Regions from separate parts of the Gossypium hirsutum genome. Here region 2 is linked to region 1. Evidence: chromatin contacts called from public Hi-C data. All regions are on one chromosome and are shown on one strand. Each heading gives the region's core, a stretch centred on a gene start, on an enhancer-like site or on the middle of the called end of the contact. The rest is flanking DNA. Distances are from core to core; before and after follow the strand shown. Region 1 holds the start of LOC107896971 (pectinesterase). Region 2 holds the start of LOC107886297 (endoglucanase 8).

What was found. Hi-C and Micro-C count contacts between places; a contact is called where the count stands out from the background.
Region 2: a contact with region 1 is called in a Hi-C map of callus, with 3 times the contacts expected there. The contact joins the promoter of LOC107886297 here to the promoter of LOC107896971 in region 1. A contact is called at or near these places in 2 of 34 Hi-C or Micro-C datasets (callus and leaf).

What each region holds. Positions count from the first base shown.
Region 1 is chrA03:87,486,944-87,491,794 of Gossypium_hirsutum_v2.1, reverse strand. LOC107896971 (pectinesterase) reads left to right here and starts at 2,329. Exons shown (of 2, transcript XM_016822292.2): 1 at 2,329-3,322; 2 at 3,592-4,518. The coding sequence starts at 2,425. The coding sequence ends at 4,280.
Region 2 is chrA03:88,154,470-88,159,320 of Gossypium_hirsutum_v2.1, reverse strand. It overlaps LOC107886297 (endoglucanase 8), which reads right to left and starts at 2,123. Exons shown (of 7, transcript XM_041097519.1): 1 at 1,829-2,123; 2 at 1,337-1,744; 3 at 1,111-1,203; 4 at 834-995. The coding sequence starts at 2,053.

The DNA.
Region 1 (4,851 bases), core at 1,080-3,579:
TTCCCGAATTCCTAAATACGAAAAACATTGCCTCATTTTAGAAAAACTTTTGGATAAAATATGACAATTAAATGAAATATATTTTTTTAAAATAATGATTTGAGTAAATTTTAAAAAAAATAATTTACTAAGAGTAATACTAAAAAAAATTCATTAAAAAATAAAAGAGTTTGATATGATACTAAAATTATTAAAAAATTAAAATATATAAAAAAAATTAGGGAAACATGGATTAAATCAAAATAAAAAGGATTGAAAAACGAAGATGAACAAAGAATAAAATAAGAACAAACTGTAGAAAATAAGAACGTAAGTGGGAGAGAAATTTAAGTGAAAGCTCTCAAAAATTTTTATTGTTTCCCAAAACTCCAGTCTTTACAATGAAGGGAGAGGCCTCTATTTATAGTTGAACCTCAAATCCAACGGTACAGATCAATTACATCAACGGTTAAGATTAAAAGGTATCTACAAATTAAATCTCTCAGATTACAAAATCATATCTTCTAAAATTGCATATCATATCTAAGATTGCAATCATATCTAAGATTGTATCATATTTAAGATTGCATATCATATCTAAGATTGCATATCATTGAAGATTATATTTCCATATGAGTGAAGCTTGTAGATGGACCTTAAATCTTTTCAAGTAATGGGCCATTTCGATCGGGCCAAATTATATTTGTAATTCTAGACTGAACTTGGACTTCGTTTTTTTTTTTGTTTATTATTTTTATTTTTGGACTTATTTCTGGGCCCGGGCAAAATTGAGTGTCTACACTCATGTGAAGAAGGTTTTGGTTAAGAGTAATATCAATTCTGTTGATCATAATTCGGTTCAGGTTTTTTTTTATTTTTATTTTTATTTTTATTTTTTGTTTTTTGTTTTTTATTTTTAAATTTATTTTGATAAAATAAACTTTATTTTATGTATTTTGAATATTATTTGATAAATATTCAAAGTTTTTTTCATAAATATTTTTAAAATAAATAAAAAATCAATAACTTTTATATTTTTTTAAATTTGTATAAAAAATTTAAGTTATTGTTACTACTTTAAATGTAAAATAATAATTAATTTTAATTTTAAATCAAATAAATAAAAATTCAACTTGAGTTTAGTAAGCAGAATTTTTAATTTCGTATTTCGTAAACTTCCTAAACATTTCTATTTAAATTTATTTTTAGTTTTTCGGTTTTGGTATTCGGTTGGTGAAAGAAAGGAGTTTGCACTTTAGAGGAGTAGCGGCCAGGATAGGTATACCAAGTGAATATGCTTAAAAATCTTTCGTAAAAAATCATGTCTTTTATGTAATTTTTTATTTTTTAATTATATTAAACTTATATTATTTGTTAAATCACCTAAAATGGATAAAAAAAATTAATATCTAGTAAGTTTACTTACATGACATATATTTGAATTGTCATGTCAGCAATTATTTTTTTAATTAAAAAATAAAAAAATTATTAAAATTATGTAAAAAGTGTAAAAATTATAAAACATAAATTTAATGTGATCTGATAAATAATGTAAATTTAAGGGTTTAAAAAAATAAAAAATTAAATAGAGAATAAAATGACTTTCTATAAAATTTGAGGGTCAAATAAATGAATATGAAAAAAAATCAAAAGTGGGAAAGGAGTTGGAAAATGAATATTGGTCCCTTTTTACAATCTTCTAAAAGGTTAATTTATTTATTACATATGTATGTGTATAGATATATACTTCCAATACGTAGAATGTTCTTAAGTAGGCAAGAAGATTTCTCCCTATCAAGAAAACAAATTCACATTTGTTGATTACAATTAAGGATTTATATGTGAGAATCTTATAAGAACATGAAATTAGAACATAAGATAACAAGTTAAAATAATTTAACTCTTGTAATAAAAGAAGCCTTTTTAGACGACATGTTGAAAAAAAAAAAAACAAAGTAATGGTACACAGACTCACGAGTCCATGTTTAACGTTGTCGAGGGTACAATGACTGCGAGACCAACTTGGAACATTCTTCACTGCTGCTCGCTTATGGGACCAATTTTAAAGTTAATATATATTAAGGCTTCAAATACTAAGGAGTCAATGTTTTCACCAGTTTATATTTATTTATTTATTAATAAATAAAATAATAAACTATGGGTAAAAAGAGATGAAAATGGCAAAACCCAATGAGGCTTTCAAAAACAACCATAAATCCCTAAACTTCAAAGGTCACATACACATCATTGCATGGCCCCATTAGTATTTTGATTTTGACTATTAACCCTAAAAGTTTGATGCATTGTACCGCCAAACTAAGCCATTGCTGCCTCTATATAAACCCCTTTTCCCTCCCTCTCTTTTCACAAAACTCAAAACTTGAAAAACCCTTTGCAAATCTCTAATTAGCTCTTCCTTCCATCTCATAACTTTGAGTAGTCTTCATGGATAAGCTTGTTGTTATCCTAACATTTTTCCTCACCCATTTCTTCATTTTTCCGCTAGGCAACTTCGTCAATGGTACCACCATAACATCCTGTACCCAAACTCCGTACCCTGATGTGTGCAACTTTTACATGGGAAATAGTCTTAATGTTGCAGCAAACCTCGATCAAACCCAATTCTCGTTCCGCGATGTTGCCATTCAGGTGACCCTTAGCCAAGCAGTTCAAGCTCACCAGCTCGTCTCGTCGATGGACTCGAGTTCGTTCGACCAACGAGCCAAGTTAGCTTGGAACGATTGCGTGGAACTTTATGAGGACACCATTCACCTTCTTAATCTATCCAAGAACACTAAAAATCCAATTGATTCTCAAACCTGGTTAAGTGCAGCAACTGCCAACCAACAAACCTGTCAAAATGGTTTCATTGACTTCAATCTAGCCTCTCATTTACAAACCTTACCATCCATGTTAGGAAACTTTACCAAGTTGATTAGCAATTCTCTAGCCATAAACAAGGCCACCACTGTTACATCCTCTACTTCCCATAGTAACTTCGCTAAACAAGTTGCCAATCGACGCCTACTTTCCGATGGATTTCCGGCTTGGCTTTCGGTTGCCGATAGGAAGCTCTTGCAAACTACCGGTGCACCACCAAAAGCCGATATTGTGGTGGCTCAAGATGGCTCTGGTAACTTTAAGACCATAACGGAAGCTGTGGCAGCAGCTGGTGGAGGCAAAAGAACTGTTATATACGTGAAAGCTGGAGTTTATAAGGAAAATGTGGATATTAAGAGAGCAGCTAAAAATATAATGTTGATTGGCGATGGTATTGATGCCACCATCGTTACCAGTAGCAAGAATGCTCAAACAACAACCACTTTTCGTTCAGCAACTGTTGGTAAGCCCTTTCATGCAACATGCATAAATTTTGTTCAATTAAGTAAAAAAAAAAATTTAATAGTAAAAACACAAGTCAATTTTGACAACTTGTTGTCTATCCCCTATTTCACCAACAATCACTAAAAGTAATGATTAAAAAAATAACAATCATCAAACATTACTTACAACATAACGAACAAATAATAGTAAAAAAAGGTAAATAAACATCCTTTTCTACCTTTTTGACCAACAACTTCATAATTAAGAGTCGTTAATTTCTTCTTTCAGGTGTTTCGGGTGACGGCTTCATAGCTCGTGACATGACCTTCGAGAACACCGCCGGACCCCAGAAACACCAGGCGGTGGCCCTCCGGTCTGGCTCCGATTTCTCGGTTTTCTACCGTTGTAGCTTCAAAGGTTACCAAGATACCTTATACGTATACTCTCAACGCCAATTTTATCGCGACTGCGACATTTATGGAACTGTGGACTTCATATTCGGTGATGCCGTAGCCGTTTTCCAGAGCTGCAACATCTACATCCGTCGACCAATGAGCGGCCAAAAGAACACCGTCACGGCACAAGGGAGAACCGACCAGAATGAGAATACGGGCATAGTCATCCACAATTCACGAGTGACAGCGTCGTCGGATATGAAGGCGGTTCAGGGTTCGTTCAAGAGTTATTTGGGGAGGCCATGGCAGAAATATTCAAGAACTGTGTTCATGAAAAGCAGTTTGGATGGACTGATTGATAGAGAAGGTTGGTTACCATGGAGTGGAAATTTTGCTTTGAGTACTCTTTACTATGCTGAGTATATGAACACCGGTGCTGGAGCAGATACTAGTGGAAGGGTGAAATGGGGTGGATATCATGTTATAGGTGCCACAGAAGCCGCAAAATTCACCGTGGGGAATTTTTTGGCTGGAAATTCTTGGATTCCGGGCACCGGAGTGCCATTTGATGTTGGACTGTGATAATTTTCTTGGTTGGGTTTATTTTTCCATTTGGAAAATGTAAATAGGAAAGTGACCCAGATGTTGAAATTACTTCGCTTTATAATAGCACGAGTCAGTATACATAGGAGATAGTAATATTATTATATGGTTGAATTTGTCAAAAGTGATTCCAAAAAAATGTCAAGAGTGGAAAAAGAAAATAAAACTGTTGTATAATTGGAATTAATACCATGCGTTTACGTTGGGTTTTTTTTAATTAATTTTTCGTACAAATTAGAAATATATTTTAAAAGATAATATTAGTGCATGCTTGTATGGTTGTCAATCACACAAAAGCAGAATTTCTCATTTCATCAAGCTATTAGGCTAACTATACCAACTTTCACTTTTTAAGTTTGAGTTATATTATATTTGTATAAATTGATTAAAGTATTATATTGTATTTTGATTCTTTTATTGAAATATGAGTAAATTAGTCCTTATATATTAGATGAAGGAGCAAAATGATCCCTCTCTTAAGTTCACAAGCATTTCTTAATAACAAAATCGATTAATGTTTATAAGATTCACCTTCAATTCTCCTAAACAA
Region 2 (4,851 bases), core at 874-3,373, 670 kb before region 1:
TGGGAGGTAAGCATCGCCCCAGCCTTTAGGCACATGCAAATAGCAGTAACTCACTGATTGGGGACCCACGAGGATCCAGATCTTAACTAGGACGCTTAGACCTTTTTGGTTTACGATTTAGGAGACAATACACTACTAAAACCAACCCTAATCTACTCCATCAAACACAGTTTGTCTCTTTGGCTCCAAATATCTGTCTTTTAATTTGGGTTGCCAATGTAAAATTTATGCTCACATGAAACCCAAATTTTATGCTTACATTCATCATGTGCAATGATAAGCCATCTTATCCCCCATCACATGATTATTTTGTTCTTTCTATTCCCATCTTATCCAAGCATGTAGTAGTAGGGCCATTTTTATAGAAATCTAAAAAGTAACAAATAGCTTGCCTTTGGTTCAATTAAAATACTTTAAATCTAATTTTCTCACGTGACCTTCAACAAAAAATCCAACATTTCACACCATGCAAATGGTTTTGTTTCAGTTCGTCTGAAAGTCTATAAAGGGCATAGAAAATGGGGTTCGAAAAATGTGAAAGAAGACCCCACAAAAATATGATCAGCTCCCATAAAAAACACAGGATCACCCACGTGGCACCCAAGACACATTTTCTTCAATCCTATAAAATGAACCTTATCCTACTTAAATACCCCAACAAAAGGCACCAAAGAGTAGAAGAATATAAAAGCACCGTTCTAGAAAAACAAATAAACAAATAAAGAAAAATAAATAAACAAATAAAACTTACATAAAATAAAACAAATTGGTATCATTATAATGATTAAGCATAAAACATATATAAATAATCCAGTGATTAATTAATTTTGTACCTTGGAAATGAGGACGTTAATCCCAGCATGCTTGTTATCCCAACCAAACTCATTGATGGTATCTCCAGCTCTCAAGACAACCTCGTTTTTCACTATGTACTCTCTATATACGCGCTTCCTTGAGGCCTTGTGCAGCCAAGCGGCTCCCCAAAGCAACTCGTCCTACATTACCATTATAGTAGCTACAGCCAGTCAAAGTTTTGGACTTCAATGTCATAATGCAACGGTTCCTCTTAATTGTACTGTAAGAGAAAAGAAAAAAAGGAGTCTGTCTGACCTGGTAACCATTGACATCGCAGTAAAAAGGACAGACTGCAGAGTGCAGCCTGCTACTATATGCACCTCGGTGCTTGTCAGCAAAGTTGAACACCTACAGTACAATACACCATTTTCCCCGACTTTCATTTTTCCATTAACATTCTATGAATCAAATATGCGAAATATCTTCCCATTTGGTGCGGTGACAAGATTAAGAAGAAACTGAGGTGGTGACAGTGAATTACCCTAATGGCTCGATTGAGGAGCAACCTCGAGTATGCAGGGTCTCGTTTCCTGAACACAATGGAAGCAGCAGCCAATGCGGCGGTGGTTTCGCCTGCGACGTCCGAACCAGGATGCTCATTATCGATTTTGTACACCGTACGTAAAGTATCCATGTCCTCTGGCCTTTCCCAGCAGCTATGATCAGAATAGGCGTCTCCCACTTGTACATACACCACTCCAGGCTTTTCCGTTGCTTTCAACAGATAATCCGTCGACCATTTCACTGCTTTAACGGTGTTCTTTAACTCCGGCCCCATGTTCCTCCCGAAATCTATGATACTCCAAGCTAATAAAGTCGTCGTGAATGCCATTGGGAACCCGAACTTCACGTTGTCTCCGGCGTCGTAGTAACCTCCCGTTAAGTCCACCTGAAACCGAAACATCAAACGCAGTTAAAATATACTTTTAGTAGGTGAAAAGGGAAATGTAGGCTGTCGAAAAGGAGTAATTACACTGGCGGTGGAGCCGTCGTGCAATGCAGAGTCGCGGCGCCATTTGACGCGTTGGTCAGGGGGAAGTCTGCCTGATCGTTGGCCTTCGAAAAAGATAATGCTCTTGCGGAGAGCGTCGTGGTAATCGTGGCCGCCTATGATCGGATAACAAAAGAGGAGCAAAGAAAAAGAGAAGGCGAGAAGCGCCGAGAAAATTCCCGGAAATGTAAGGGGTTTTGGCGCCATCTTCTTTGGGAAGGATTGGGGACTGGGATGGCTAATGGCTTAATGCTGATATATACTATACACTGCTAAGAAAACAGCAGAACCGACGTGGTTCTTTATGCTAAAACTGTGGCGTCCGATTCCAGAGATTGTACCAATGGGGATACGCCACATGTAGAGCTGTAACTGGTCGAAATTTGGGATTCCCATTCTTGACTTGAATGCCAGATTATTCGGGTCGGGTTGAATTCCGGTACATTCAATTCGAAGTTGGGTTAATATCCTTAGCACTTGTGCATTTCTACGTAATTCGTGTATAATTTTTTTATTTAATTGATACATTAATTTTAATTCCGTAATTTAAGTAGTATGTTTATACTAAATAAAATATGATGGAAAATAAAATAAAAGTAAAATTTATATAGAATTAGACTTCTTTTATTTTATTTTAGAACAAGGTTTTTTAAACCTTATTAAAATCTATCTATTTTATATTGATTCGGATAAGGTGTTTCAATCCTACTAGAATATGGCTTTACAAGCCTATAAATAGACATAGTCTATTCCTTTTGTATTGATTAAAAATTTTCGACATAGTAAATTTTCTTCTCCTCTTCCGGTGGTTTTTTCCCGAAAGGGTTTCCACGTAAAATTTGTGTATTCCTTTTTTATTTTATTTTATTTTTTCACAATACTAATTTGATAATTAATTTAATAGTGGTACGTGGTAATCTTTCAATTTATCACATGGCAAACAAAAATTCAAATATTTTTAAATATATATAAAATATTCCTTTATATTAAAAATAAACTTAAATAAATAATTATTTAAAATATTTGAGTCTATCACATATTATTATTATTTTAACAAATAATTATCTATATTTAAACTTTTCATATATCATCATCGTATTAATTATTATCAAATAATAATTTTAAGTAGCAACGTAATTTAATGAGCGGGGGTGGTGTGTGACAGTGAGAGAGTTAGAGTAAAAAATGTAAGGGATGCCACATGTGGCACCGATTACTAATGATTGACACGTAGAGAGCAAGTTAAGTGAGGCCAACTTATGGAAAAGATCATCAAAGATGAAAAAGGAGATGACCATGTATAGCGTCTGATTTATTGACTTATTTGGAGGTTTGTTGACTGGGCATATGAGTTTCTGTCAGCTGCTGGCTAGGCGGTGTGCATTTAGAAGTTGTATAGTTGATAGCGCTACAGTGTACCGTAATACCTAGATTTTGTGTAGTTCATAGCCCAAGCCTATTTCTTCGTTGTTTCTAGAGAGTGTTTTTAAAAATTTTGATTTCACTATTTTAAATGTTTAAGATTATTGTCAAAAAATAGTTTTAAAAAATAAAATTTATATTTTAAGTATGATGTTGTAACATAAAGATGTTTTTAAATTATGTTAAATTTCATTAATATTATGACATTTCAATAGAAATATAAGAAAATGAAATAAAAATGATTAAAGATTTTACAATATGAACTTTAAGACTATGTACAAGAGAAATATGAGAAATATAGAAATTGAAAATTTTCTCTTATTTTTTATTTGAAAATTTTCTCTTATTTTTTATGCTTGGATACGTGTCTCTTAACTCTTCAATTGTTTATTACTTGTATTTATACCATTCAATTAATATTTAGACATTTGAAGTCGTTGGAGAGAATTTCTAGTTGTTGGAGGAGTTTCGCATTTATTGCAATTTTGCAGGGTCAAGTATTGATAGTGTAACATCTCGTTTTTTAGTAGTATAGGAAAAGTGGTTTCGAAACTTTGTATTCTAATGATTAAGACAATATTTACAAGTTTATTATAGAGAAAAATTAAATCCTGGTCTAATAATTTTAGCGATTGAATAATTAATTAAAAAAATTAAATTGTAAAAGACATAAAACTTAATTATTATTTAATTTTATTAATTAAATGACTTATCTAGTAAATGTGAGAGTTGTTATATTGCATTTATACCATAATATATTGGTATGGACGGTAAGTGCATGATTTGTTTAGTAATTTATATTAAGTTAAAAATTAAAATAGAAAATGTTAATTTAATAAAAACAAAACAAGGGTCATCTTCCCCATTTTGATTTCTTCCACTCGAAACCAAAAAAGAAAGAAAGAAGCCATAGCCATTTTATCCAAGCTCAATCGACCCTTGCATGTGAGTACTCCCTAAATCTGTTTTTAGTAATTTTATGTTTTTGAAATCGTTGTAGTTTAATCTAATTAACCTAGAGATTATTTCATAAAATTGTTAAAAGGTGTTGGAACTTGCCATTAATGAATTTTAGATATTCGAGAGGTTAAATGATAGATTTACAAGTTTGGTTGTTAATTAGGACTGTTTTGTAAAGGAATTTTTGTTAGTTTTGGGCTTAGGGACTAAAATGAAAATAAGTTAATCTTATCATGAAAATTTGTAATTTTTTAGTATTTGAAGGATGGTTTGGGATGATTGTATAATTGATTTTAAGTATTGGGGATTAAATGTGAAATTATAATAGTTTTAGTTTTAGGGACTAAATTGAATAAAGTGTAAAAATTTAAGGAAATTTTGTAAAATAAAATTAAAAATGAACATGGTAATGCAATTCAATTTATCAAATTGAATTTAACTACTATATAGATCAAGGATTGAACCGTATGGAGGAAAATTAGGGAAAAGGGAAAATCGCAGAATAGCCCCTACGAATCAGCTCTAAAACCGAATATATTAGGTAAGTTCATAATGTATCGAAATGAGTTGACACATGCTGTTTGCTGTTAAATTATGTGTATATATATGTTGTTGATATTGTA